Regions from separate parts of the Mus musculus genome. Here region 2 is linked to region 1. The links are chromatin contacts, called in public promoter capture Hi-C maps. All regions are on one chromosome and are shown on one strand. The core of a region is the stretch at or near the end of the contact, and the rest is flanking DNA. Distances in the headings are between cores, read along the strand shown. Region 1 holds the start of Crot (carnitine O-octanoyltransferase). Region 2 holds the start of Grm3 (glutamate receptor, metabotropic 3).

Region 1 (6,420 bases), core at 2,452-4,951:
AATCAACATCATTTTTATGTTACTAACAACATTAAGCTACACTGGACGACTATGAACACACCTGATTCAAGGTATTTTTTTAATGATTCTTCAAGTGCAGGAACAGGCAATGACGGAAGAGAGTCCTGGTACTGAAATGTCCGTTCTTCAACTGATTTAGTCAATTGATTTTCCATGATAAAGTCACAGTAAGAGAACTAAAAGAAAAAACAGGCGGGACATTGGTCACCAATAACTCCTGAGCTATTTGTAAACTTGTCAAATAAGGAAAACCAACTTTACTATTAAGAATGTGAACTTAGCATGCCAGGAACAATGTGTCATCAGAAAGATGTGACCACCCAACCCCAGGTAGTGTGGTGTTAGAGAAAACATGCTTACTCCTAACTTTCACCCTGCAAACACTGCCACTTCACACATGCAAACAAGCATTTCAGGGTTAGTCACGTTTAAGAAGTCACACTTGGTACCCAAATGCCAATGTGTTAGGTTACAATCTCCCGGCTGACGAGGCGATATTACAGGCCATTAGAGAACCTGCAGAGATTCTTGCTGAGTGGGTAGGATTAGATGTGTAGAACAAGATTATGGTCTGAGAAACTCTCAAAAGCATATGCAGAGGTGTGGAGCATGGGATATTATAGACTGTAAGAATTCATGTGACAGGCTGATGTCACTTAACGCTGTGCAGATGGCATGGGCCCTAATCACACTGGCTTTGAATATCACAAACCAAACTTCAAAATTTTTCTACATTTGTGGTAATTTTCATCAAAATAAAACTAACACCATATATGAATAGGCTATATTGGTAGAGTAAATAATAAGATTTCTGAGAGAATCATTTATAGATCCTATATAAAACCAGTAACTAAGAAAACAAAGAATTGATACTGAGTGAAAACTTCCTGTCCTTTTATATCCTATTTTAAAATAGCAAAGTTAAATAAAATATACTATTCATATGTTATAAAAGTTAACAATAGCTGGGCGGTGGTGGCGCACGCCTTTAATCCCAGCACTCGGGAGGCAGAGGCAGGCGGATTTCTGAGTTCGAGGCCAGCCTGGTCTACAAAGTGAGTTCCAGGACAGCCAGGGCTACACAGAGAAACCCTGTCTCGAAAAAAACCAAAAAAACAAACAAAACAAAACAAAAAAGTTAACAATATCAAAAACAAAGGCATGGCGGATTATTTTTGACTAATATCTTTTTCTCCCATTATTAACCAAATCTAAAATTTTTGCTGTATATATTACTCTTTATCTCCGTCTCAGTGCTGACCCAGCTGGCTGCCAACCAGAACAAGCACCTTGGACCCATTTACAGAAGCCATATTGCCAGAATCACCTTTCTGGTCCTACTTCTAGATGTGAAAGGAAAGGGAAGGAGAGGACAAGGCGCAGTGCTGGGTATGGTGGCATGTACCTAGCTGCAGTAGCAAGAGGACGCTTCAGCCCAGGGTAGTATAGTGAGACTAGATGATAACAACAGAGCCCTCTTGCTTTCTTAATACCATGTCTTGTTGGCTTTGTTACAGCGAGGAGGTTCTACTGTTCCAGTAACATAACCAGACAGTGCATAGGACCTCAAAGCTCCACCCCTTCCGTTTTACTGCTTACATCCCATTTGAATATTGATAAACCACTTTGGATCTAACAGAATATTTAGGATCTCGGTCTTAAATATAGACTCAGCCATGTTCTAACCATTTGCTCCTAGGCAAATGACTAGAAAAAACAGGACCGTTTATTTGGTAGTGGGCTGCCATAGCACACACGGGGAAGTCAAAGGACAGCTCCCAGGAGTTCATTCTCTTTTCTACCATGTGGGTCCTGGGGATCACACTTGGGTCATCAGGTTTGCCTGCAGGTGTCAATATCCAATGAGCCATCTCACTGAGCCTCAAAATTTGTCTTTTTTTTGGGGGGGGGGGTTAGAATATTACTATATACCCCAGGCAGGCTTGGAACTAACTTTTGTCAGACAGGCTTGCCTGAATTCACATGGGTCAGCCTGCCTCTGACTCCCTAGTGCTGGGAATATATGCCACCAACACCCACCCAGCTCTAGGCAAGTAACTTTAATTGAATCTCTTTATCTTGGCATGTATAACCATATAATTAGTCATCAGACTTTTTAATGCCATAAAAACAACTCATCCTGAAACAACTATATTATGGACTATAATGGGCAGAATTGTTATGATGACCTAACTCCTACCTACTCTTTTTAGTCCCCAGAACTTGTCATTATGATAGAACATCATTACTCCTATGGTTGCAACTGGGTTTCACCTACAAAAAAAAAAAAAAAAAAAAAAAGGCTTAAAATAGAGAGGACCTAACCTAATCATTTGAGTGCTTGAGCAGAGATACTGCCACACCTCTGTGTCTACATCTATGTCTTTAATGATCTGTGTCTACATCCATGTCCTTAACGAACTCAGAGACAAACAGGACTTGCAGGAAATGGGATTAATCCTAATGCAAGTGAACAGGGGTTAGACTCTGCCAACTCGAATGAACCTGAAAAGGGAGTCTCCCCCTAAAACTTCAGAAAGTAACTCATAACAGAAACCCTGGTCTCTCCTTTTGTGCGTCCATGCAGGGTAAGCAGCTAAGCTTGCTCGGACTTCAGATCTTCAGAAACTCAAAGTCTGTGTTCCTTTAACCGCTAAACATGTCACTGTCTGCTGTAACAGCAATAGGAAACTAATGCAAGCATGCCGGGCAAGCTGATCTCATTACACTTCCTTGTCATTTAACAGATCCCACAAAGAAGACCAGAGTACTAATTTTATGCCTGCTGCAGTGCTTAGCCCCTGCAAGGTTAAGCCGACTACAGATTCTTTAAGAGTTGTCTTAAGTTTTCAACCATATAAAACTAGTTAAACGATTCCAATAAAATTAAGAAAACGATGACAGTGGACTTTCTGAAAGCAAGGTGATGTGAACGCGAGAGAGGTGGGAAAATAGAACCAGGAAGTAAACAAATAGGGTCACATACCAGTAAACCACGAAGAAGTGCTCAGGACCTCCAGGAGCCTGCTTGAACAATTCGGAAAGGAAACCACAGGGAACCCGAACTGGCCAAGCCTGGTGACTGTGGAAAGGAAGAAATACACTCAAGTAAAGATCAGGAAAGGAGAAGAGGATAGTGACAGAAGCTGGAAATACAGAGAACGGACATCTGCTAGACATGAGATTTATATCACTACAGAGCTAGCTATGTTCCAAGCAGCCTATCAGATGGACCCAAGGGGCACAGGGAACCTTCCGGTGCCCGCGGGGAGGTTGCAGCAGAAGCAGAAAGCAATAAAGTTCAGAAACTCCTCCCACCAAAACAAGGGCAGCTTCTCACCGAGGATAAGGACAAGGGGAGAAAAACCAAGAAACATGCACACGCAAAACCAACCAATCGATCAAGCACTCTAGCACTCTAGCACTCTAGCGAGGCCGGTGCAACTGAGAGAGGACACCCCAAACCAGAAGGGCAAGATGCTCGGGGGGGGGGGGGGGCACCACGCCCGCGCCAGACGGGGCGCCTGGGCGCACAGCCCGACTGCACTCAGCTCGGCTTCCTGCTACTGCAATACCCTTCGACCCCCTCGCCATGTGGGAGGGGAAGGAGAGCGAGCAGCCGGCCCCAGAATCCTCACCTCCCGCGCCCCTCTTGTCCCTCTGCGTCGGCCTGCAGGCTCTGGGCTGTCCTGAGGCCGGACCAGAACGGAAAACCGCGAGGGTCCCGCCCTGTGCGCGTCGGGGAACGGGATTGGACGGGAAGCCGCGAGGGTCCCACCCCGCGCTGGAAGGGGTGGGCTGTCGAGGCTTGCTGGTCCCGCCCCCGCCGGGTTCTCGGGCTCTGGTGGCGTCCTAGGCTGCAGACCCCGGGAACGCAGCAGAAAGTCAGATAAGCGCCCTGCAGTCCCCGCTACAGCAGCTTCCTTCCGGATGCTGCGGGAGATTGGCCTCCGTCCAGAGATCTACCCACTCTCGGGCACAGCCCTGTGGCTGCGTAAGGAGGCCCACGGCTCAGCCTGCTTTTCGCCGAACTCTTAGGGGCTTGGCGCTGTGTTCTTTCTTCCCAGTCGCTCCCCCTTCTTTGTGCCAGCCTCCTTTGCATGGCCCAGGCAAGCATTTATACTACTTTAGATATAAATTTAAGAATTTATACTGAGACATTTTATTTTGTCTACCCTGTGTGCTGGCAAGAGAATAGCAGGCGAATGGATCCGGTTTGGCCTCGTCGCCTCTTTGAGACTTAAGATTTGGCCAACTCCCAGCCATCTAGGGCAAGCCCTTGCAGTCTCTAGCGATGGTCAAGCTTCAAGCTTTGGCCTTGCCTGAATATTTTTATCATCCAAGAAGTTGCGTTTTTAAAAAGCTAGCACGTCCTAGAGGAAGACTATGAGGTATTTTTAGTTTCACAGGTCAATGCCCTTTTTTTCATTTACCTCCTGAAATAAATTGATACAATTTTAAACTTATATACACTTTTTATTTGTACTTCTGTTTTGTTTTCGTGGAAGGAAAAATATTTTACCTGCTCCTGCATAGTTAAGTTATTCAACAGTTTAATGACTTCATTTCAAATTAGTATATTAAAAGCTGCTGTCTTTCCGAAATCCTTTTGAGTTTCCCGCAGAATTACTAATATGTTTCATGACTGCACAGCGTTGCTGGAGGTATTACATAATCAAGCTGGATAATCTCTCTAAGCTTGTCAAAGTGACTGTGTTAAAGAACTTTTCCCCCTCATAGTATGTAAGTGTTCCGTTCCGGATATTATATTATGCTTCGAAAATAGAATTCTTAGACTGACTGGATTTCTCAGAAACCTTCATTGTCTTTTTTTTTTTTTTTTTTTTTTTTTTTTAGTAAAAAAAATTTTGGCACCTCTTTAGAAGTTTACGCATATTGAATGTTTGCTGGTGGCAAAGAATTTAGGGTCACTCACCTTCACTGTTTTTGTGAGTTTGGTAATCTCACCAAACCAGGCCTTTATGCAGGGTCTTTAACACTGAGCTACATTCAAGCCCTGCTGCAAGTTTCTCTTCTTCCTGGTTTTGTTAAGCAGAAACGGTGTCTCCATGAAGATCTTGGCTTCTCATAAAAAGAAAACAACCTCGGGACTGAAAAAAATCAGTAGAACCTGGAGAATGTGAGAAAAATGACCATCTCTGTAAAACTGTAATTAAGCAGAGTCCTGAAAATGTTTTCTACCAAATGTATAATAGATATTTTAATGTCAAATTTAAAATCGGTAGCACTCAGATTAAATTTGAACAAGCTTGTATTTCTTAGCTCAGGATAGACAGATCTTGATGGCTGAGGAAGATATTGCAAGCTTTTGGAGTATGTCTTATAGCAACAACTTGTCCCAAGTCTTAAAATTGACTATTAAAGTTATATAAAAAATCATTCGGGCTGGAGAGATGGCTCAGCAGGTAAGAGCACCAACTGCTCTTCCAGAGGACCTGAGTTCAAATCCCAACAACTACATGCTGGCTCACAACCACCCATAATGAGATCTGACTCCCTCTTCTGGAGTATCCAACCGGAGTGAGCAGAGGTCTAAAAATTCAATTCGCAACAGCCACATGAAGGCTCACAACCATCTGTACAGTGTACTCATATACATAAAATAAATAAATCTTTAAAAAATCATTCATTTATGTGTATGAAGGGATCCATATGGACCCAGGACCCCAGGGCAAGGGGCTACCTCTGGCTAGAGAGGAGGCAGATGTGGCACATAGGCAAATGACAGTGTCAAGTCAAGGGCAAGCCCTGAGCTAGGATGAGGTGTTGACTTTCATTAGACAGATTAGGTCAGTCAAAGGAGCGGAGGGTTGATAGCTGAACCGCAATACTTTGATAACTAGACTTTGGTAGTCCGCCTCAGGAGAGGGAAATGACCAAATAAGGGAATAGACCTTGTTGGCTAGTTATAGGAATAAAATCTAATAGTTTCCAGCAAGACAGTGGGAATCAGGGAGAAAGGCAATGCCTACCAGAGCCATGTGTGACATGCTCGGGCTGGCTAGAGTCCATTCAGTGTAGCTCTTTCTCCATACACTACCAAATTAAAAGGAAGACTTTTACAGACTGCCGCAGACCCTCTAAGTCCCTTTGTCTGCATGGAACGGGTCTCTGGGGCAGATGGACAAAGCGTTAGAGGGTGACAGACAGACCAACACATGAGATTGTGTAGAATCTGAATGTATTGTCACAAAGTGAACACCAATCTTATATAGTACAAGGGGTCCGGAAGTCACAGCAGGCAAGGTACACTGAAGTTACCAGGTACAAAACAAAGGAATGATTTCAAAAGGATTTACAGGAACCAGGTTAATGTTTACAGTAAAGATAAAGCAGTCCTGCCTAGGGTCAGCTTAGTGACAGGCAAGGATTTCACAC
Region 2 (6,420 bases), core at 1,659-4,158, 730 kb after region 1:
ATTGGATACATTTAGCACAGTTTCCAAAGAATGAACAATCAACTCAGCATAAAACAGCAAAGAGAGAGCACTGTGTGTGAACAGCAGACCCTTGAGGAACTGGTCTGAAGAAGAAGACTATCACCCTGCACCTCTGGCCGTATTCTATACTGAAGAAGTTCCCTCCTCTTTTTAATCAAAAAATGAGATATTTTTCCCCTTTTTGAGTGGGTTCTTGAGATAATGTTGAGTACAGAAAACAAATCAAAATACTTCATTCTTAGGCTGATAGGCCACACCTTGCTAGGTACTCGCCAAACCCTGCAAAGAGCCAGGGCTCATTTTGTGATTTATGTTTACAAGAATGGACATGAAGTAGGGATCACTAATTTGAAAATGAATTTCAAGCTCAAAAAGATGAGCATATTCCTGAGAAAGTTGTATGCTATTATTGCTATGTATCTTACAAAACTGGATAATCCAAGACTAACTGTGTTTCTGATTGATTACCTGTCATGAGGCAGAGAAGAGAAACAGATGACCTTTGGATGGTCTGGATCTTTCATTCAACACAGATATTAGTTATAACTTAGAAAAAAAGATCAGTCATTTTGGTGCTATCTTTGCATTTCAACTTAACCAGTTTAATTCCAATGGCATGAAATAACAGAAGTGTTGCTAATGTTAGGCAATCTTGAAATAAGTAATAAGATTCACATTTCCTCCACATACACATACTGTCACTTTGAAGATACAACCATCATCCAAACATGTTTTCTTGATTACTGATGACATGTAACTGAGAAGCCCTATGCACGTTAAGTAGTGAAGCAGCCTTTTCCTTTGTGCACTGAGAAACTTTTTCTTTTTAATATATTAAGCTTCACATTTTATAAAAAAGATATAGTGCACAGAAGTACATGTTTTCACCATTTTGGAGTGTGAGTGGGGTTGGATTTAAGAATACAAAGTTTTCTTCTCATATTGTTTTAGTCCCAGGAATGCAGATACAGTTTTCTTTGTTTCATGTGTGCTAGAATACATTTCAGAATTTTTTCCTGTGCTATTTTGTATCATAAGCACCAAAAGTATCACTTAGCATGTAACTCAGGAGAGCCCATGGCATGTCCACTGTAACTCAGGAGAGCCCAAGGCATGTCCAGTCCACTCAACATATCTCTGTGGGCAGCCAGAACCCAAAGGTGTGGACAACCCAAACCTACAGGTGTGGGAAACCCTTGTAACTGTAAGTCACTGCTATTGCAAAGTGAAAAATGCTACTTTATTAAGGTTTGCTACACTTTAACTTTCAGATTCTCAAATTATATTGGGCTGATTTTAGGGGGGAAAAGACAAATAGCAGTGCAGAATACTAACAGCTAATCAGAGTTCCCTCAACATCTTTGGTAGGATTGTTATTCACAGGCATCTAGTCTAATGGGAATCTGGATATTTTGGTTAATGCTGATACCCAATATTTATATATACAACAGAGTTCAAGTAGCAACCTCAAACTGCGATCAGATAAATCAAAGCCAATTTAGATATGAAGACAGTTAAATGAATATTTCCAAAGGGATGGATGTTAACCCCACCTCTAACCCCAACAAAGTTGCTAAACAAGCAGTCCTGGGGGCCAGGAACAAAGAAATTTAAGCAACCAACTGCTGAGGTGCTTAACACTAAAACTCATAAAAATCATAACTTGCTTTGTACTACTGTGTGATTACATTGGGCATGTATATATTCAATGTATCTATAACATACCTATTACTGTTCAAACAGGAGTAGAACTATTTTATAAGTAAATTAGTTGAATTGGTGACCATACATTTTGAGAGAGGTGGAGTTTTGTCTTCAGAATTTGCAGCACTCTAAGATATTTTGAAAGCATCTGTTCACTCCCTTAAACCAGCTCTCTGAATGTATTATACCTTTAAGAGACCCTTAAATGTTTCTTACCTCATAGAGGAACTAGAAGGAAATCCAAGTGAAATTCCGAAAGAATCAGCTTATTGGCTATATAACCTAGTCTATTTTTGGACCACGGATCTCCCGCCCTCTCCGAGTTATCTCACTGCCAGATAAGAAAATGGAACAGGATCAATGGGTAGATATGCTTTGAGTCTGGTTCTTGAATTTCTTTTTTGGCTCAAGTCAAAAAGAGCAAAGGGCAGCGAGTTAGGGCTAATTTCCAAGCACGTTTGCTGGTGGGTGAACCTCTGTCTGCCCCTGGCTGCGGAGCTTATCCTGGCAGCACCAGGGGGTCCTGCTGACCGCTATCCTCCTGCCTGACAACCTCCACACCCACATGCAGCTACCAGTGTGTGAGCCACACATCACAGGGTTCCTGTGCACAAAGCCTTATAAAACCCCCAAGCGCAAAGCTGGATGGAGGCGGTTGGAGAATGAGACCTGTCTCTCTAATTAGTCCCTCTACCTCTCCTTCTCTGGCTGCAGATCTATGCTCTGAAATTGGCCCCTTCTTGAAGGGACAGTAGCGCGCGCACACACAAACTCACTCTCTCACTCACACCCACATTGCTCCTATGACCCACGTTTTCCACCCCCTGGCAGATAGATATGTAGGGACTGGTCCGTGCTCTGCCTCAACTTTCCTCGCTTTGCCTGCCCCACGCGGCACCCGAGCTCCTGCGCCCTGGCTGGGCACCCTCCAGAGGGGCAGGTCCCCTTCTGGGCTGCTTACCTCGCACGGTCAACTCCTGGCAGGAACTGAAGCTGACCGCGGTGGTAGCGGCAGCGGTGAGCCTGCACCCAAGCTCTGGCTCATGGTTGGTCCTCTTCATCCGACACAAAAGAGGGAGCTTGCTGCCTTTGTCCTTTCTAAATCCAAGGGAGAACTTATTTTGCCCCTGAAATGGCCAACTTGTGCGCGAAGCTTCCTGTCACAGTGCCCCCTGCCCCCGCCCCCGCCCGGCTGCGCGCTGGACCACTGCCCGGTGGCCCAGCATCCAGGCCTCCGAGTCAAGGAGGAGTGGGAAAAGGGAGGGCTAGAGGAGAAGAGCAGGAGGAGGTTGGGAAGAAGGGGACCCAGTGGTCTTCAGCAGAAGGGAGGGGAGCTTTAGAGCCCAGGCGCCCTCCTCCTCTTTGCAGCCAAACCCACTTCCTGGGCTCACAAGCAACTTTCCTTCACCTTGGCCAGGCAGAAACAGTCGCATCTAACTGGGACTCAGGCAGAGAGGCACGGACCTTCTGACATCCTCTCCTCCTCATTCTTCTCCTTTCCTTTCTCCTCCTTTCCCTTCCCCCTTCTTCCCTCCGTTTATAGGGGTGTAGCTGCAGAGTCTTCAGTGAGCTACTGTACCTAGACCCAAAGGTTACAATACAGAAAGCCTGGCGGGGTTGAGAGCTTCTCTGCCCCAAGGTTTGCAGTCCTTAGGCAATGCATACAAAGGTTGGTGAATTTCGGAGCAGTGGCGTGAAGGGGCGTGGGGAGGTAGAGTGGGAGGTGGCTCCAACTTTGAAGCTCTGCTAAGGCTCACGGCACGCGGGTGGGCAGGGACCTACAGTCATTCCTAGTAAGAACTCTCCTGTGGTCCCTATGTAAAAGGCTGACTACTCTTGGAGGAGACGGCGAAAGAGGGAGCAGTGTGAGCGAGTGAACCCAGGAGGCCGATACGCAGCTTTGCCCCACACGCGGTTCAACTGCACATTGCGAACCCCTGGGGAGGCTTGTGCAGCACAATCTCTGGGTCAGCAGGGAGGGAGACGCTCCTGTTTCCTAGCAACGCTCATCAATCTTCTCGGGATAGCTCCCTCTGAAGGAATTCGATTGGATAGCCCCTTGAGAGAAGCCACGCCCCTTCAAGAATGCTGGGCTGCTGCTTTTTCGCATTCTCCCAAATTTCTTAGGTGGAAAAAGATTCTAGGGAAGTGCTTAGATAGTCTCTTCTTTCTTATCCTCCGGTGCAACCACACTGACCCCTTGGAGCTAACCTTTTCCAGTTTCACATTAATCTTTCTCTAGTCCTACTTTTTTGTTAAGAGGGTCTTCACAGAACCTTTTCTTTCTTTTTAAAATTAAATAAATAAATGCCTCAAATCGGTGACGTAGGCACAAAGAAAAAAAAAAAAGAAAAAAAAAGAAAAACAGCACACGGAAATAGCTTCAATAGACCGGGAGCTAGAGATAGCTTCCTAAAGGAAAAACCCCAGCTTATCATTCTGTGACTAGAAATGCGTTGTGCTCAGTTTCAAAACTGAAATTTCATTAATTTTTCCATCCTGGTGTAGTAACTTTATATTAACCCAGGACTGAGTTATACGAAGCTAGACTCAATGAAACAGAAGGCTTTAAATGCTAAATCCTTTAATATTTCATGCTAAGTTGTTTAGCAACTATTTTCTCTCATAGCTCAGCCAGAACACGTAAACTACAGAAATGCTTTACCGCTGGTGCTTTTAGAAGAATGTTGATATTTAAAGGACACACGTGCTTAGATAGCTCATTGTGCATGCCACTAAAATTTGGGATATATTAAAAAACAAAATGCTGGTGTACAGTGAAATGTTTGCAATGCCCATATTTTAACATTTTAATAGAATTGCCAGAAAGAAAGGAAAAGTAATTTCCCCTTTTTGTTTCATTATAATTAGTTAACATGCGCTATTCACCCACAAACCTACTAGAAACTCCTGAGACAACTTTTAACCATTTCTGCTCAATAGACTCATGACCATCAAGGATATAGGACATGAACAATGGAGACGATAAATATGTGCATATTGTTAGGAAACCATACTGGCCCTTTAGGAATGTTCCAGAAGTTATCACCATGCATTTGTAAGACATTATCATAATCAGTTGAAATTAAGAGTAGAAGAGATCCCATGCTTTCATCTCATTAAAAAAAGAAAAGTCTGTTGTGCTTGCAAAAAGGAAGTGCTGATGTCTGGGCTGACTTGCATCTCTGCAGCCTCTTTGTAGGCTGCATATCACACTGGGGCTTACAATGAACAGAGGTTGACATAGTGAGGCAAACTAGCAATCTGGTATCAATTTTGGTTCTATGGGACAGGTCCCCATCATTCTAAACCCAGGGGAAAAAAGGAAAAGAGAAGTGAAGATGAGACTGACATTTGTTGATCACATTATTTGAATTTCAATTCTTAGTTTTTCATCTTTCTTAACTGATTTGCTTCTAACACTGTACTTAAAAAATACTTCATCTGGGTTCTACAATCTATAAATCAGGAGAAATGTCTCCTTTCTCAGAATTATGTCAAAATTTGCTCTTTCTAATAGTCTATAAATACTAATTATTACTATTAGTCTCTGGTTTGCAGTTAACCAATGACATTAGGATTGGTTAGCATATAGAACACTTGATTGAAAACGAAATAGTCTTGAAATTTAATGCTTAACAATTTAAAAAGATGGCTGGCTACAATATAGCTCTGCCTTTCTGTTTATAAGTGAGTGTGTGCATTTTGAGAGTTAAAACCCCCCAGGGATAAAGCTGAACAATAACTCCTGACTAGAAGACATGGCGATTAAGAAGTACATTTTTATTTTCCCCCATTCTCCTCAAGTATTCTACTGGGCTTCATTTTAAATCAATTATTATCCACCCTTAAGTACTTCTGCTGAAGCATTTTCATATTTAGCATGTAAGCTATTCTCTCTAGGTTATATTCTTTACTAAGTTGTTTAAACTTTACTAATTTATGAGCATTTCTTTGGGTGATTAGTTATGTTTAAGAATTTATTCCTATGACTCTTGACAGTTAATGAGCTGCCTTCTTGTATATTTTTTATTTAAACATGGTACATTAAGTATGCCATCTTTACCAGCAATACCGAAAGTGGGTGACCTATGATTTTTAATTACAGACTTTCCTCTTGTCCTTTTCTGTTACTAGCATTTCTCCATGCCAAATCCCAACGAACTCAACAATTTTATTGTGATTTCTCTGGCCAGTCAGGGATGTATAGTTTTGATCATGTGTGGTGATAAGGTATCCAGTTCATACTGCACAATTCTAGTTTGTGTCTGTCAGTCAGTTGTATTTCTCATTGTCATATTGGTTCTCAAAATGATCAGGTTTGGTTTGTCAAATGGCTGTCTGATCCTCCTGACCACTTGCCTCAGCATTCATTCATTTGTTTCATCTGGTCTGTGACTCTCACCTTTATTTGTAGAACACTTTTTACATAAGATAATACTGACAGAACAGTTCTGTGAATATCTAATCTACATCTCTATCTCTATCTATTTATCAATCGATCGATCGATCTATCATGTATTTATATGTCATCATTTATCTATCACTCACAATCTATCATCTATCTATTATTATTATCTATCATCTATCTATCACTTATCCATCATCTATCTACCTGTCAATCACAATCTGGCGATTTATCTATCTACCTATCATCATTATTATCTATCATCTATCTATAATCTACCATTTATC

The links. Promoter capture Hi-C pulls out the DNA fragments that hold promoters and counts their contacts.
Region 2: a promoter capture Hi-C map of embryonic stem cells shows a contact between it and region 1, with 2.4 times the contacts expected there. The contact joins the promoter of Grm3 here to the promoter of Crot in region 1. A contact is called at or near these places in 4 of 39 promoter capture datasets (cranial neural crest, embryonic stem cells, hippocampal neurons and 1 more).

Annotation. Positions count from the first base shown.
Region 1 is chr5:8,993,445-8,999,864 of GRCm38.p6, forward strand. Crot (carnitine O-octanoyltransferase) reads right to left here and starts at 3,702. Exons shown (of 18, transcript NM_023733.3): 1 at 3,660-3,702; 2 at 3,008-3,103; 3 at 62-197. The coding sequence starts at 176.
Region 2 is chr5:9,722,444-9,728,863 of GRCm38.p6, forward strand. It overlaps Grm3 (glutamate receptor, metabotropic 3), which reads right to left and starts at 2,909. Exons shown (of 6, transcript NM_181850.2): 1 at 2,687-2,909.